2 separate regions of the Mus musculus genome follow, and region 2 is linked to region 1. Evidence: chromatin contacts called from public promoter capture Hi-C data. All regions are on one chromosome and are shown on one strand. Each heading gives the region's core, a stretch centred on a gene start, on an enhancer-like site or on the middle of the called end of the contact. The rest is flanking DNA. Distances are from core to core; before and after follow the strand shown. Region 1 overlaps Specc1l (sperm antigen with calponin homology and coiled-coil domains 1-like). Region 2 overlaps Specc1l (sperm antigen with calponin homology and coiled-coil domains 1-like).

What was found. Capture Hi-C pulls out chosen DNA fragments and counts their contacts.
Region 2: a promoter capture Hi-C map of pancreatic islet shows a contact between it and region 1. The contact joins two enhancer-like sites. A contact is called at or near these places in 2 of 39 promoter capture datasets (the C10 cell line and macrophages), 1 of 484 Hi-C or Micro-C datasets (Th1 cells), 1 of 115 datasets of contacts at active chromatin or transcription factors (CD8 T cells) and 3 of 9 other capture datasets (adipose tissue, embryonic stem cells and pancreatic islet).

Annotation. Positions count from the first base shown.
Region 1 is chr10:75,230,017-75,237,159 of GRCm38.p6, forward strand. Specc1l (sperm antigen with calponin homology and coiled-coil domains 1-like) reads left to right here. Exons shown (of 16, transcript NM_153406.3): 2 at 666-855. The coding sequence starts at 703. Among named protein-coding and RNA genes, the nearest start is that of Specc1l, 22 kb to the left of the region's middle. Within about 2 kb of position 2,830, at least 38 of the 459 cell types and tissues checked have an H3K27ac peak or open chromatin away from gene starts, as enhancers often do. A contact at or near this core is called in pancreatic islet, where this site is marked.
Region 2 is chr10:75,302,341-75,309,310 of GRCm38.p6, forward strand. It overlaps Specc1l (sperm antigen with calponin homology and coiled-coil domains 1-like), which reads left to right. Exons shown (of 16, transcript NM_153406.3): 14 at 4,897-5,013; 15 at 5,694-5,753. Among named protein-coding and RNA genes, the nearest start is that of Adora2a, 11 kb to the right of the region's middle. Within about 2 kb of position 1,296, at least 105 of the 459 cell types and tissues checked have an H3K27ac peak or open chromatin away from gene starts, as enhancers often do. A contact at or near this core is called in pancreatic islet, where this site is marked.

The DNA.
Region 1 (7,143 bases), core at 1,580-4,079:
TAATTCAAGGAGGGGCCAGGTTCCATCTAAAGTAAATTGTCAAACTTGGCAGTTTCAGGCAGTGGTTCTGGCTTTAGAACTCTGAAGGAGAGAAGAGTAAAGCGTATGGATTCCACAGTTAAGGAGAGCTGTATAGGCAGGCACGTGGCAGTGGAGACCCTGCATGGAGGCCTTGAGAGGCCATTTTGTGAAGATGTGAAAGTCATGCCTAGATTGTGTTAGGGGCCACAGAATGTTCGTGAGCCAGGGGGTGCCCACAGGGAGACTGAAAGCAGGTGGTGGGGGTGCTCATGGGGATACAGAGTGCATAGTGGGGACGCCCAAGACAGAGTGTGTGCGCTAGCAAAGCTAGGAGGAAGGAGCTAGCCAAGTACTCCCTTTGACACTGGGCACAGCCACAGGATTTGGAGTTTGCCCTGATGGGAACTAGCCAGCACATGGTATAAGGTGTTCTGTCTCCTGAATGGGTTAGGACACACATTATAAATCTGTAAAGTATTAGCTTCTATAAGTGAACTGAAAGATTGCCAACATTTTTGTTTTGTTATTGAGACATCTGTCTTTCAGATACTTTTATCATGTCGTGGAAATTTTCAGAAATAATTTCTAAAGAGCTGCTTTGTCGTTTTCTTTTCAACATGATGCCTCTTCTATTCTTCCCACAGGTTTGGTTGTAAATGCATCACCAAGAGGCAGCCCAGAATGAAGAAAGCAAACAGGAGTGCTGGCTCAGTGCCTAAGGTGTCTGGGATAAGCAAACCGCAAACAGTAGAGAAAAGCAAGCCTGAGAACAGCTCTTCAGCACCCACAGGAGTCAAGCCTGTGAGGCCTGGGGCAGCAGCAGCCTTGTCAAAGGTATTCACGTAGCTGTATTTGAATATGCAGTGGATTTTAGGCATGTATTTAAATATGTTGAATTTATTAAATGAATATAATTTGGGGTTCACTCTCTGCTAGTACTAGGAACACAGTCTTTGAGGAGATCTTTCAGCAGGGTAACCTTAATTGGTGTTTTGGTCTATCTGTACGAATGAAACTTAACAGTAGGCTCTGTATAAAGAAAATAACCAAGTGCCTGCTTTATACAGGGAATCATGTACAGGTGAGCCAGAGGTAGAGTCTGCCTTCAGGGAGTTTGAGAAGTGAATGGCGGCCGAGAGATGCGTGTAGGAGTACATGAACCACCTGTGTTTCATGTCAAATGCCCAAGGGACAGTAGACAGTGTGGATGGTGCATACTGCTCCTAGTTCAGGAAGGCTTTGTGAAACGAGGGGATGAGACATATGTTAAAGGATGACTGGCTGTCATATTCCTGTGACTTGTTGGCAGTGGTTTTTGTCCTCTGACACGCACTTTTACATCGTCAGTTTCTTTGTTTGTTTTTGGGTTTTTTTGGGACAGGGTTTCTCTGCATAGCCCTATAGTTTCTGGCTGTACCGAAACTCTCTGTAGATCATGCTGGCCCTGAGCTTAGAACTCTGCTTGCTTCTGCTTCCTGAGTGCTGGGGTTAAAGGTCTGTAACCACAGGGCTAGGGAAATGGCTTAGTGGTGAAGAGCAGCGACTGCTCTTCCAGACGACCAGAGTTTAATTCCCAGCACCCACATGGTGACTCATAACTGTGTATAACCCTAGTTCCAGGGATCAAGACATCCTCTTCCGGCTTCCATGGGTACCAGGCACATAAGTGGTACACATATATGTATACAGATAAAATGCTCATATATAAAAAGTGTGTGCCACAAGGCCTAAATTGCAGCATAAATTTCTGTTCTTTTCAAATATTAGTCCAATATTAGTCATAGTTAACATTGGGTTTTTAATTAGTAAGAGCATAGTTAATTTTCTTTAGAGACTGTATTCTTTTTTAGTGTAGAATTGCAATGAGACCAGAGTCTTTGGGGTCAGAGAGATAAGAACATGGCTTCAAAGGGCATGGCCATAATTAAAAGAGAGATTACAAGTGGACAGCACAGATCAAGGACTTAGTACATGGCAGGTGGTAGCAGGGGTTTGTTGTTGAATCTTTTTAGCCAAGGATTGATTTGATTTGGGGAACATAGCAGTTTTCCAGGGGTGTTCTCACTCTTGATGTGTGTGTTCTGTATTGGTTTGGGCCATTCAGAGAATTAGATTGCTGTCTGTCTGTCTTGCACATGAACATGCATGTGTGTACCTTCATGCCACATTGTGGGAGTGAGAGAGGGCTGACTCAGGTTGTCAGCCTTGGTGTGAGGCGTCTTTGCCTGCTGAGCCATTGTCTTCCACCTCCACTTTTTAGAATGTCTTCTTATTATTGTGAGACAGGGTCCTGCTGGCCTCAGGTTCCCTGTAGTCTTCCTCTCTCAGCTCCCCAGGTGCCAAGGTTACAAGTGCACATCACCACATGCAACTCTTAGTTCATACAGAGCCACACCGTCTTCAGCCCTTCCAGTTCACAGTCTACTTACTTACTTGCCTGCTGCTTTGCTCAGCGTGAGATATTTGGGATAGACACTGTCAGCTAGTCCAACAGACAAGGAGAAACAAAGCATGGCCTGAATTCTCCAACAGCCTTTTTTCCAGACAGAGGATTGTAGATTGCAGATTAATTGATTTTAAAAGTACTTCAGAAGAATAGCTTCTGTGGGACTTCCATGTAAGTTCTGAAAGATGTAGCAGGAAATGCTGTTTTGTATTTCAAGGTTGTTAACACTGAACCTGTGCTGATTCAGTGGGTGTGGGGCCCTCAATTTTTCCTTACAATATCCTTGATGAGTGGCTAGTTGTCATCCTGTGGCCTGGAGGATGGTGCCAGCAATGCCCTTTGCCCTACTTCCGCTGTTCTGAATCAACACCCTGAAGTGTTTTCTTGGTGGCAGTGTTGTGACTCTTTCATGTAAGAGAGATGACATGTTCTGACCTAACTGGTTACTTAGTTGCTGGGGCTGTCTTCGGAGTACACACCACCTGTGTGACAGGTGACCTGTTGTTTATGTGACTGGGAGAACAGGTTGAAGTGTTGGTGTTGGATGTGTACCCCGCTTGCCTTCTCTGGGCTCCGTGTCAGACTTACTGTGGTATGTGCACTGAGTAGGCTTGTCACATCTGAGGTGTGGATCTGGTGTGCACTGAGTAGGCTTGTCACATCTGAGGTGTGGATCTGGTGTGCACTGAGTAGGCTTGTCACATCTGAGGTGTGGATCTGGTGTGCACTGAGTAGGCTTGTCACATCTGAGGTGTGGATCTGGTGTGCACTGAGTAGGCTTGTCACATCTGAGGTGTGGATCTGGTGTGCACTGAGTAGGCTTGTCACATCTGAGGTGTGGATCTGGTGTGCACTGAGTAGGCTTGTCACATCTGAGGTGTGGATCTGGTGTGCACTGAGTAGGCTTGTCACATCTGAGGTGTGGATCTGGTGTGCACTGAGTAGGCTTGTCACATCTGAGGTGTGTGCACTGAGTAGGCTTGTCACATCTGAGGTGTGTGCACTGAGTAGGCTTGTCACATCTGAGGTGTGTGCACTGAGTAGGCTTGTCACATCTGAGGTGTGTGCACTGAGTAGGCTTGTCACATCTGAGGTGTGGATCTGGAGCCGCTGATAGTTTGGTCTTGACCAGTGAGTACTTTTCCATTGTGAAGCAAAATTGTTTGCCCAGTTTACACTGTTTACACTGTCTAGCACAGCAGCTGTTCCTGCTTGAGGCTTTGCTACATTAGCAGGCCTGTATGAGTGTACGTGCATGTGTGTTGAGGGTATAGGCAGATTTGGAGTAAGGAGTATCAGCTGTCACACTCTTGGGAACACTTTGCCTATAGGATCAGTTACTGTCACTAAGAAGAAAGCTGTTGTTGATCTGAAATTGAAGACAAGACAGGAAAGAAAAAGTGAAAAAGTAAAAATAAGCCAAAAAAAAAGGGAAACCTTTAAAGAAGGGCTTTGAGGCTTGGGCTCTTGGAATTCAATTCAGTGGTCAAATACTCACCCAGCGTGTGCTGTGCCTAAGGTGCCATCTCTAGCACTACTAAAAGAGAAGAGGTCAGACCTCTCTGACTTGTTACGTCTTGGTTTTCAGAGTTACTGAAGTTCAGTCTGGCACAAACCTCCCATGACTTTCATCCCTGTATCTATAGGAGCATTGATTGGTGGCAGGATAGATGAAGTGTTGTTTTTAATACTTTACCTATCATGTGTACGTACTTCCTCTTCACAAACTCATCACTGACCACCACTCCCATGACCCCTTTCTCACTGTGTCAAGGGTAAAATCACTTGAACTTTTCTAGTGTCTCCTTTCAGATGCCAGCGGTAGTTAAAGAGTTTGGAGGAGGATGTCCGCGACACAGAGATGTGGTGGTGGAAAGTGAGCAGCTATAGCTCTCCCCAGTGAGATGGAGGAGCCCGTCCTCACACTTGTCTGTGCTGAGGTGGGCTCAGTGCTGTCTTCTTCCAGTGTGCTGCTGATCAGTTAGTCATAGTCCCTGAGGAAGCAACAGGGTTCCCATTATACTGAATGGCGTTGTTTTGGTTTTTGGCTTTGTTTTGTTTTTATTTTTGTAAAAATTGATGGATGGGAACCAGTAAGATTCAGTTAAATAACTGATAGTACTCTGTAATTATTTATGATTATACTTTTCTATGATTTTTCTTAGTATAAAAGTTATAGCTTAGTGATAGGTTGCTTGTGTAGTATGGAAAGGGCCCTGGGTGGATCCCTAATGCAACACACACACACACACACACACACACACACACACGAGCAGGCATACACAGGAATACACACATGGGGCAGGGCAGGGCAGGACAGGGGAGAGAGTGAAAGTTAACAGTGTGATAGTTCACCTCTGAAATGTAAAATTTGGAAAGTGATCTTAAAATTTGAGGAAAATATGCAGACTGGAAAATTTAGACTTGACCGTGAGATGTATGTAGTATTATGTAGGATTTCACTCTGTGTCTTCAGTCTTTTTGCCAAATTAATTGAATCTTGCATTTGTTGTTAAAGATGTATTCATAGTGTGTTCATCTGTCAATTTCATATCTTTGGGATATTGTTGATAGGGAATATCTGTGGGAACATATATCTAAGGGATATAATACATCTATTTACAGATGTAATTTTTGTAGCACAATTAGAAGCAATGGGAAAAACAGCAGTGAGTGTACAAGTAGTTTACAAGGCAAGTCGGAAAGCACAGCCAGGGCCGTTTGGGGTTGTTTTTACATGGCTGTGTAGCTGCATGGGCAGATGCTCTTGAAGCATAAACTGAACTTAGTGGACCATTGTGCAGTGAATGTGCCCTGCAGCCACCACCCAGGTCAAGAAACGACACCCCTGCTTCTCAGAAGCTTCTTTCGGTGGTGCCCCTTAGAAGTGATTACTGCCCTAGATGTCAGCACCAGAAACTAACTTCTAATTTTGGTTTTTATATGAATGTAACTATAAATGTTGTTCTTACTATATATGTTGGGTGTTTTACCCATACTGTTGGAAACAACAGAAGTTACTTGTTGCTAGTTAGTAATCCATGTGATTGCTAGACCTTAGTTTACTCATCTGGCAGATTGTTGAGTGACTTTCAGACTTAAGACCATATTGCTGGGAGCAGTCTCCTCCCTCCTCCTCCTCCCCACTCCTCCTTCTCCCTCCTCCTCCTCCTCCTCCGCCTCCACCTCTTATTTTATTTACATCCCCAGCGAAGTTTCCCCTCCCTCCTCTCCTCCCCCCTTCACCCCCTCCCCTCTGACCCACACTCCTCCATCCACTCCTTCTCCACTTCTCTTCAGAAAGGAGGAGGCCTCCTGGATATCCTACATCCCTGGCATATCAGGTTGCTTTAGACTTGACATACCCTCTCCTATTAAGGCTAGACAAAACAGCCCAGTAGGAGGAAAGGGGTCATCCAGAGGCAGGCTCCCACTGTTAGAAGTCCCACTAAACTACACAACTGTAACATATGTGCAGAGGGCCTAGGTCAGCCCCATGCCGGCTCCCTGGTTGGCTGTTTAGTCTCTGTGAACCTCTGTGGGTTCACGTTAGTTGATTCTATAGGTTTTCTTGTGGTGTCCTTGACCCCTCTGGCTCCTGTGATCCTCCCCATCTTCCACAGGATTGTTTAAGCCTTATGCTTGTCTGTGGGTCTCTGCATCTGTTTCTGTCAGTTGCTGGATGAAGCCTCTCCATGATGGAGATTATGCTAGGCAGTTAGGAGCACTCTTATGGAGATCCTTATTACCTTTTTGCCTCATTTCTGTTAGCCTTCTGACCAGAGTATGATCACTGTGCTGGATTTTAATAGGTTGGTTACATTGTTTCTCAAGAGTGGATACCAGTTTGCTCTCCCGGGTGCTACATTGTTACTCTCTTTATTTTAACCATTCAGAGCCAGGTAAAGGGTTGTGCAATAGGTACACTTTACATCTGCTGTGTTATGAGTGAGATGGAGCATGTTTAGTGTGTGCTTTGTTCCTTGGTTTAGAGATAGTCTTTCTATGTTACCCGGGCTTTAAAATCCTGGTCTCAAAGGCTTATACCATCATGCCCGACTCTACTTTTTTTTTCTAATTTATTTTGCTTTTGTTTATGATTGCTTTGCCTGCATGTATATCTGTGATCCCATGCATTCCCAGTGCCTAAAGAAGCGGTGAACCTCCATGTGGGTGCTGGGAATTGAACCCAAGTCAACAGTGCTCTTAACCACTGGGCCAACTCTCAAGCCCTCCACAGTGTACTCTTTACTAAGACTCATCACAAATTAATTTTTATTATGGGTTCACCATTTCCTCCTATATGCATGTGCAAACACACACACACACACACACACACACACTTTTTCTTAAACTATTTAATTGTAAACAGTCAGTAATGGTCCTTTACTGTTGAATAGCTGAATATTTGTATTTTCTAGAAAACACCAACCTTCTCTTTTATAGCTATAGTACAATTACAAAACTGGTCATTCTATACTCTAATATAGCTGGTGGATAGGCTTATTAAGTTTGCAGATGGCAACAGTTCAGTACCACGATGAGACTATCTTTTCTCTTTAAAAAAAATTGATTTATTTTGTCTGTAAAGGTGTGTTAAAAGCAAGTACTCTCATCTGCCGACTGTCTCCAGCCCTGTACTTAACATTTAAAAACATTTCCTGCCTTAGTTATTG
Region 2 (6,970 bases), core at 46-2,545, 71 kb after region 1:
TGGGTGATTCCACTGGGGACACCGATGGTCTTACTCTTTCACTGAATTCTCTCTCATGACCCCTGCACCCATGCCTTGAGGCCCCCTCTGTCTATTTACAAAGTACCTTAAAGTTAACACACTCAGAATGTACCTCCTTGTATGTGCAAACCCTGTGCCCAGTTAATTCTGCTTCTGTGAAGGTCACTACGGGTGTTTGGTTCTGCCAAGAGAAGCTAAGGGCTACCCTTGGCACTCCATGCACTTCCCTTTTATGTATTTAACCTGTTTCCACGTGGATTTACTTCAGCTCCCACATACATCCATAACCTGACTCCCTTTTCTCTGCTGCCACAGGCCTCTACAGTCAGCAGCCCCCTAACACAGCCCCAGCCTGCCAGCTCCCATTGGCTCTTTGGAGTCCACCCAACCACACTTCACTGGGCAACCTTCTGTTGGCCCTAGACTATGTCAGGTCCACATGTGGGCTTCTATTTTACTCCAGGGCCTGGCCTCAGGTGAGGGTCCGTGGAATGGGTAAATGATCCTCAGAGCAACTGCATCCAGCACCCCTCCTCTCTCGTCATCTAGCAGGTACAGTTCCCGGTCCTGGTGCTGGCTCACGTGTAAGCTCGAGTTTAGGTGCGGACCTGAGGTCATCACTGTCTCCTCAGGTTGTCAGTCAAATCCCCTTTACCTTCTATTTAGTTCTTTGAGACTTCCATACAATGTGTTTTGATCATAATACCACCACCACCACCCCAACACACATACATACAGCTCCTTCCAGATTCGTTCCCCTTTCCCTGGCCATTCCCTTTGTGTCTTTCTTTTCTTTAATGTTTCTATGATAAGCTCATAAAGCCTTATTTTAGGCCTGCAGAAAACAGAGCCACTTGAGGAGGCCATACTCATCTTGCTGTTGTGGCACAAATGATGATAGATTGGATTTGTTAGTACCTGCTTCTTTGTAGTGAATAGACAACTCAGACTCTTCAGGTGTCTCCTAAAGGCTTAGTGGTTCACCATCAGAGTGGACTGACATTTATATATCTACTTTCCTGAAGCCTGGGACAGCTGCTATCAGTTACGTGTTCAGGAAATGTGAGGCCTGGCCCTCCTCCCCCATCTACAAGCTTCACACAGTGGTGTTGAGTTGGGTTTTTCTGAGTCACAAACAGTTTAAGTTTATACCAACCAGTTGCCAAGAAAACCACAGGTGCCGTTTTGTTTGGCCACCGTGGGCAGGTGAAGTGACAACAGGACTGACTATATAGAACAGCGGTCTGCAGACAAGTCTGGCTGCCTTTGCTGCTGACCTGAGGGAGGGTGTTTAGCTTTGTACCTGCAGAGGCAGAACATCAGACTGTGCCTGCTTCACTCCGTCATCCGGACTGTAAAAGAGACAGTGAGAGGTTGCTTCTGGTGGCAACAGACTTGGTGAAGGCCCCAGGATTTCCCACCCATCCTGCCAACCTGGAGCCCACTCACAGTCTAGCTTTAGGAACAGATGGTAGCATCTGCAGGGAGGAGCCGTTGGGCATGGGTGATGAAGGGAAAAGCTGTTTCTCTGGTAACATGGTATGACTTTTTATTATTCAGTGTGTTTCTTCTCCAAGCTGCTTACAAATCTTGTCATGATATCACTGGACTGTCATAACCATGTCATGAAGAGCTTCACATGTGGACACGTGGGTGGGGGCTTCCCCTCTTCTGTTTCTAGCACTGAGCTTTTCCCCCCCTCCCCCTTTGCAAGCCAGTTTAGTGTTTGCAGACATTTGTAGCAAGACTTTCAGCCCTGTTCACTACAAATAGCAATAGTGGTTGGAGCCAGGAGACCTGCTCTCTCAGGCTTGTGGGCTTCCCCGCTTCCTAAGGAGCACCCCATGCCCAGGCCTAGCACCGTTCCTCACTGTGTTCGGGAGTTTTTGGAAGCAGGTCTGAGCTGGTTCCTTGGGTTCACTGCTTAATGGACTCATAGTCCTTGGTCACCTTACTTAAATAGCTCATCTCCGGCCACGGGGGGGGGGGGGAAGAGCTCAAGCCTCAGCCAGCTTGATTTTCATCTGAAATGCTATCAACTATCAAAAGCACCTCTCACCTGGAACCCTTGCTCCATCCAGGAGCCGTATCCTGTGTCTATTTTGAGGGGAGGAACAGGGTAAGGAGGCACCAGCAGCTTTTCCCCCAGCAGGGTGGGGTTTGTCTGGAGGAAGCCAGCCTTAGCCAGGCAGCTGGGGTGTAGGAGCCTCTGCTGTGAGGCGCAGTGAAGCCAGGCACGTCCACAGCCCTGTGAGAACTGCTGTGTCCTCGGGAGCGAAAGGGGGCACCGACACAGGAAGAAGAGGTTTGTCTTTTTCCAGCACTCAGTGACCTGGAGTGAGATACTGCCACTGGTCTGCAAGCTCAGAGCTCTGCATGTCACTAAGACACTTCCTGCCCTGCTGTCTGACAAGGCCTGTGCCTCAGCTTCTGCTTCAGTCACTTGGATGCAAGTCCTGGAAGCATGGAAAGGGGTTTTCCTTTTCCTTTTTTCTTTTCATTGTAGTCCCTTTAGTGGACTTTGCTCCTTGGCATTCTGTAAACAAAAGACCTTTCAGTTTCATCTTATACTGGGCCTTGTATACCATGCTGGCCATCACGCCGGGCCCATTCTTTGTCTTACGTACCAAATAGGAAAGCTACCAGCAGTGAGAACTAACTCTCAAGCTACCACCCTCTTTTAAGACTGTTTCAGGGTGAGCTGCCCAGTGGTAGAGCAAGGCCTAGCATTTGTGGGGATTCCCAGCCCAGCGCTGCAAAAATGACAGTAATAGAAAACTTCAGCTAAGCAAGACTTAGAGGCTTCTTTTTTAGTGTTTGAGACAAAGTCTCCAGTTCCTGTGATCTCTTCTGCCGCAGAGAACCCTGGGTTAGTGTTTCATCTCCTAAGTCCCAGTTTTCCTCAGATGGAGCTGGCCACCTTAGATGGCTACGTGCTAAGATTCAGATGAGAAAAGAGACAGAGAGGTAATTACACATGAGTGTATGCCTACACATCTATGTCTGGGAGGGGAGGTGTCTTTCTTCTATTGGCAACTGTTACACACCATTTATTTCAAGGTGACTAGAATATCATCAGAAACCCCTTGGGTGTAGTAGCTATTAGCCAGAGCAGAGACTGTGGGGAGGGGAGGGGAAAAATGGCCAGAACAGAAAATTGGTTAGTATGGTACCAAGACAGAGGCTTCTAATCAGACCCAGGCATTTGGGGAAGAAAGATACCAGTGAACACTGGGTGGGAGCACCTTTCAGTTGCTGTTCACTCTGGGTGGGAGCACCTTTCAGTTGCTGTTCACTCTGGGTGGGAGTGCCCTTCAGTTGCTGTTCACTCTGGGTGGGAGCACCCTTCAGTTGCTGTTCACTCTGGGTGAGAGTGCCCTTCAGTTGCTGTTCACTCTGGGTGGGAGCACCTTTCAGTTGCTGTTCACTCTGGGTGGGAGCACCTTTCAGTTGCTGTTCACTCTGGGTGGGAGCGCCCTTCAATTGCTGTTCACACTGGGTGGGAGCACCTTTCAGTTGCTGTTCAGGTGTAACACTTTGGCCAATGTCAGCTTATACCACCCATCCTTCCAAGCCTGGTCAGATTCCTTCTCCATACAAGTTTTTAACGGTTGATGTCAACTGGAGAAGTGGGAAACAACAAGTGGTCAGGTTATCCATTGCTATAGGAGCCTCTGCACTTAGCAAGGTATGTTTGGTGAAGGTGCTGCCAGAGGTCAGTGCTCTATGCACACAGATGGGACAAGAAAATGCACTTGGTGGTGTGCCTGATGAGTGCTTGGCCCCATGCTGTTCCATGAAGGAACCATGTAACTCTGTGAGACACTGGCCAGCATGGGGACAGCCTCCCAGCTCAGAGCTTGGTCTCCAGTGTTCTTAGGCTCTGTCCTTTTATAAAAAGAAGTGACAGTGGTAAAGAGCCTTGCCAGCTGTGAACCTGTAGCTCCATATAGCTATGGAGGGTCCTCAGAGCTGCGTGGTCTGCCGCACATAGTGAACTTGGATGGACCTTGTTGCCTCAGGAGGCTGACTCTTAATGCAGTTGAAGGTGGCATGCAATAAACTGAGATGTGAAACAAGGGGCTTTTCATAAAGTGTGTGCCAAGGCCTGATGGATTTGGGGTACTTTACACCATTAGTGTATAGGTCAGTCCCTGTACAGAACACATTTTCGTCTGTGTATGCATACTTCTGAGATGCACAGTGGCTAGAAGGATGGGAGTTTATTGGAGTTCCTTAGAGGAGCATGAGTGAGCAGAAGTGTAATAAAAAACAAAAAAAACAAAAAAAAACCCCACTCTCATGTAGACTATTCACCAAAGCCAAATCTCTGCAGCTCTTTACACAATCTGCAGGCAGATAGGAGAGTCCTCAGTGTTGCTGGTGTTTGTCAGAGTCTTACAATGGCTGTATGTCTTACAAGCTGGCTTTGAACTCACAGTCTGCCTGAATACCAGGATTACAAGTGTGGGCCACTTGCCTAGCTTGAAGACCTTTTAAATGCTTTACTAAACAAGAAGACTCTCACTGGTTGTCGTTCACATCTGGCAGTCTGTATTGTTACCACAGCAGGCCTTGGAGAGGCCTTCCATGTGTGGAGCAGCTTATAGATTATGTCTCAGGGCCAGGCTTTGCCAGGCAGGAACACAGTTCTACAACTGGTAGGTAAGTGGGTAGGATGAGGGATCCATAAAGACCTAGTCATGGTCACAGGGTAAGTGCTGGACATGGCCCATAGCACGCTCTGGTTCCTCCAGAGTGAGGTCACGTGATGGGGTTATGGGTGGGGTTCTGTGTCCTGCCTTCTTGAGAACCGAGCGATCATACTTGAGATCTGAAAGATCACACTGCATCCCTCTTTTTCTTTTCCCTCAGAATATTGACATCACAAACTTCAGCAGCAGCTGGAACGACGGGCTGGCTTTCTGCGCATTGCTTCATACCTATCTCCCAGCCCACATACCATATCAAGAACTGAACAGTCAAGATAAGGTGAGCCAAAACCAGGGATGGTGCCTCACTGGTTAGTGGGCCACTCATTCCAGCCTCGCTTCACAATAGCCTGTCCTGGCTCATTCCCCTGGACTCATTGTTTACACTTCAGCTAGCCAGTCCCTGGTCTACCCATTGCCCATGTAACAGTATTCCTAGTGGAAGTCGTTGGCTCTCTTTGGTTGACAGCATTTAGGATCAAGGGCTTTAAGAAGTCCAAAAGAAAGATAATGGTAATATGAATGGTCAGGGCAGTGCCAGCTAGCCTGGGCTAACCTCCTGTCACCTCAAGACCATCACTTCTGTTTACAGCCTATTCTACACCATGGGCCTCAAAAATGACCAATCTTGTAGTTCCAAGCTATGGTTCAAGGTGTCCCACTCTAACGGTTCTTCAGGTTCCCCCTGCTTTCCTTTATGGCAGCCAAGCCCTGTAGAAAACCCTTGGAGATTCCACAGGCGAGAATGATTTTTGGATAGGTATCTACTTCTAGCTTTGGGGGTCTGTCTCCAGTTAACTTCAGCCCTTTTGCTAGAATACAACTTTCTGAGTAAGGGGGGGGAAAAAGTAGGTGGAGCCGGAGCTGGTTGCAGAGGAGAGTCAAGGCCCTGAGGGTTACTGTCTGTCCTGCATGATCTTCAGTTGTCTATACACCCTACTGACATGATTTCTCTTACAGAAAAGGAACTTCACCCTGGCTTTCCAGGCAGCTGAAAGTGTTGGAATCAAATCGACGCTGGTAAGCCCCTTACCGAGGAGTTGCTGACAGTGCCTAGGAGAAGTGGTCTCAGGTGGACTGGGCTGAGGATGTGAACACTTGCAGGATCTCAAATGCTGTAGAAAATGCTTCTCTCGAGGAAGTTTCCAAAGGAATAGTTGCTTTTGACCACAGTCCCAGCAGCCCTTATATGCGGCTCTTCTTTGTGATTGTCTGTTCCTTAGCAGAATCTTTGGGTTCAGGGGAAAAGTGTCACATGGCTGTGTGCCTTTTGTTGGTCTGGAGCAGTGCCTCCTCAGCCTGTGGATCATGACTCCTTTGATCGGTCGAGTGACTGTTTCTCTGGGGTCACCAAAGACTACTGGAAAGCACAGATATTTATATTATGATTTATAACTGTAACATAATTATGAAGTGGCAATGAAAACAGATTTATAGTTGGGAATCACCACACCATGAAGAACTGTATTAAAGAGTCACAGTATTAGGAGGGGTGAGAACTACTGGTCTAGAGGGTGAGGGCCAAGGGCATCCTGAGCCCAGAGATATCTGGGAGTTGACAGCACTGCCCACAGTTCCTCACAGGGGCCATAAAATGCTGCTCATGATGCGAAACACAAATTGTAGAAACTGAGGCCCTTTCTAGGCTTCTGCCCTGCCCCTGCTGAGCTCACAGGGACAGGCATCTGCCAGCTCTAGCAATGCAAAGGGATGCCTCTGTCCCTGCAGAGACAGACCTGCTCCACATGAGTAACAGTGACAGTGCCCAAGCCTCTTCCTGCTCAGGGCTGTGTACAAAAGAAACGATCCTGTGAGACCAGAACATTCATAGGATCCTAGGATACCTGCAGGTCTCCAGGTCTGTCTCCTTAGCTGTTTCCTGACTTGTAGCAACTGCAGGGGCCAGAAAGAAGTATTTACATTAATAATTACACTATAACAGTATTCACCTATAGAGTGTCCTTGAAACTCATAGAAGCATGCTTGCCTAGGCTAGCTTCCATCCGGATGAGTCGGAAGAGATCAGGTACAATTAATGTAGTAGGACATTGCATGCTGTGTACAAAGTGTTGTCACGTGTAAAACACGGCTAGGTGTTTTAGCCTAACAAAGAATTTTATAGTCAAGATTTGTTCACAAGCCAACTGACTTGTTTCCTGTCTTAACTTGCTCAGGACAGCCCTTCTCATCCCATATGATTAGTGACATTTCTGGGTTCCTTGACTGTGGAATAGTCC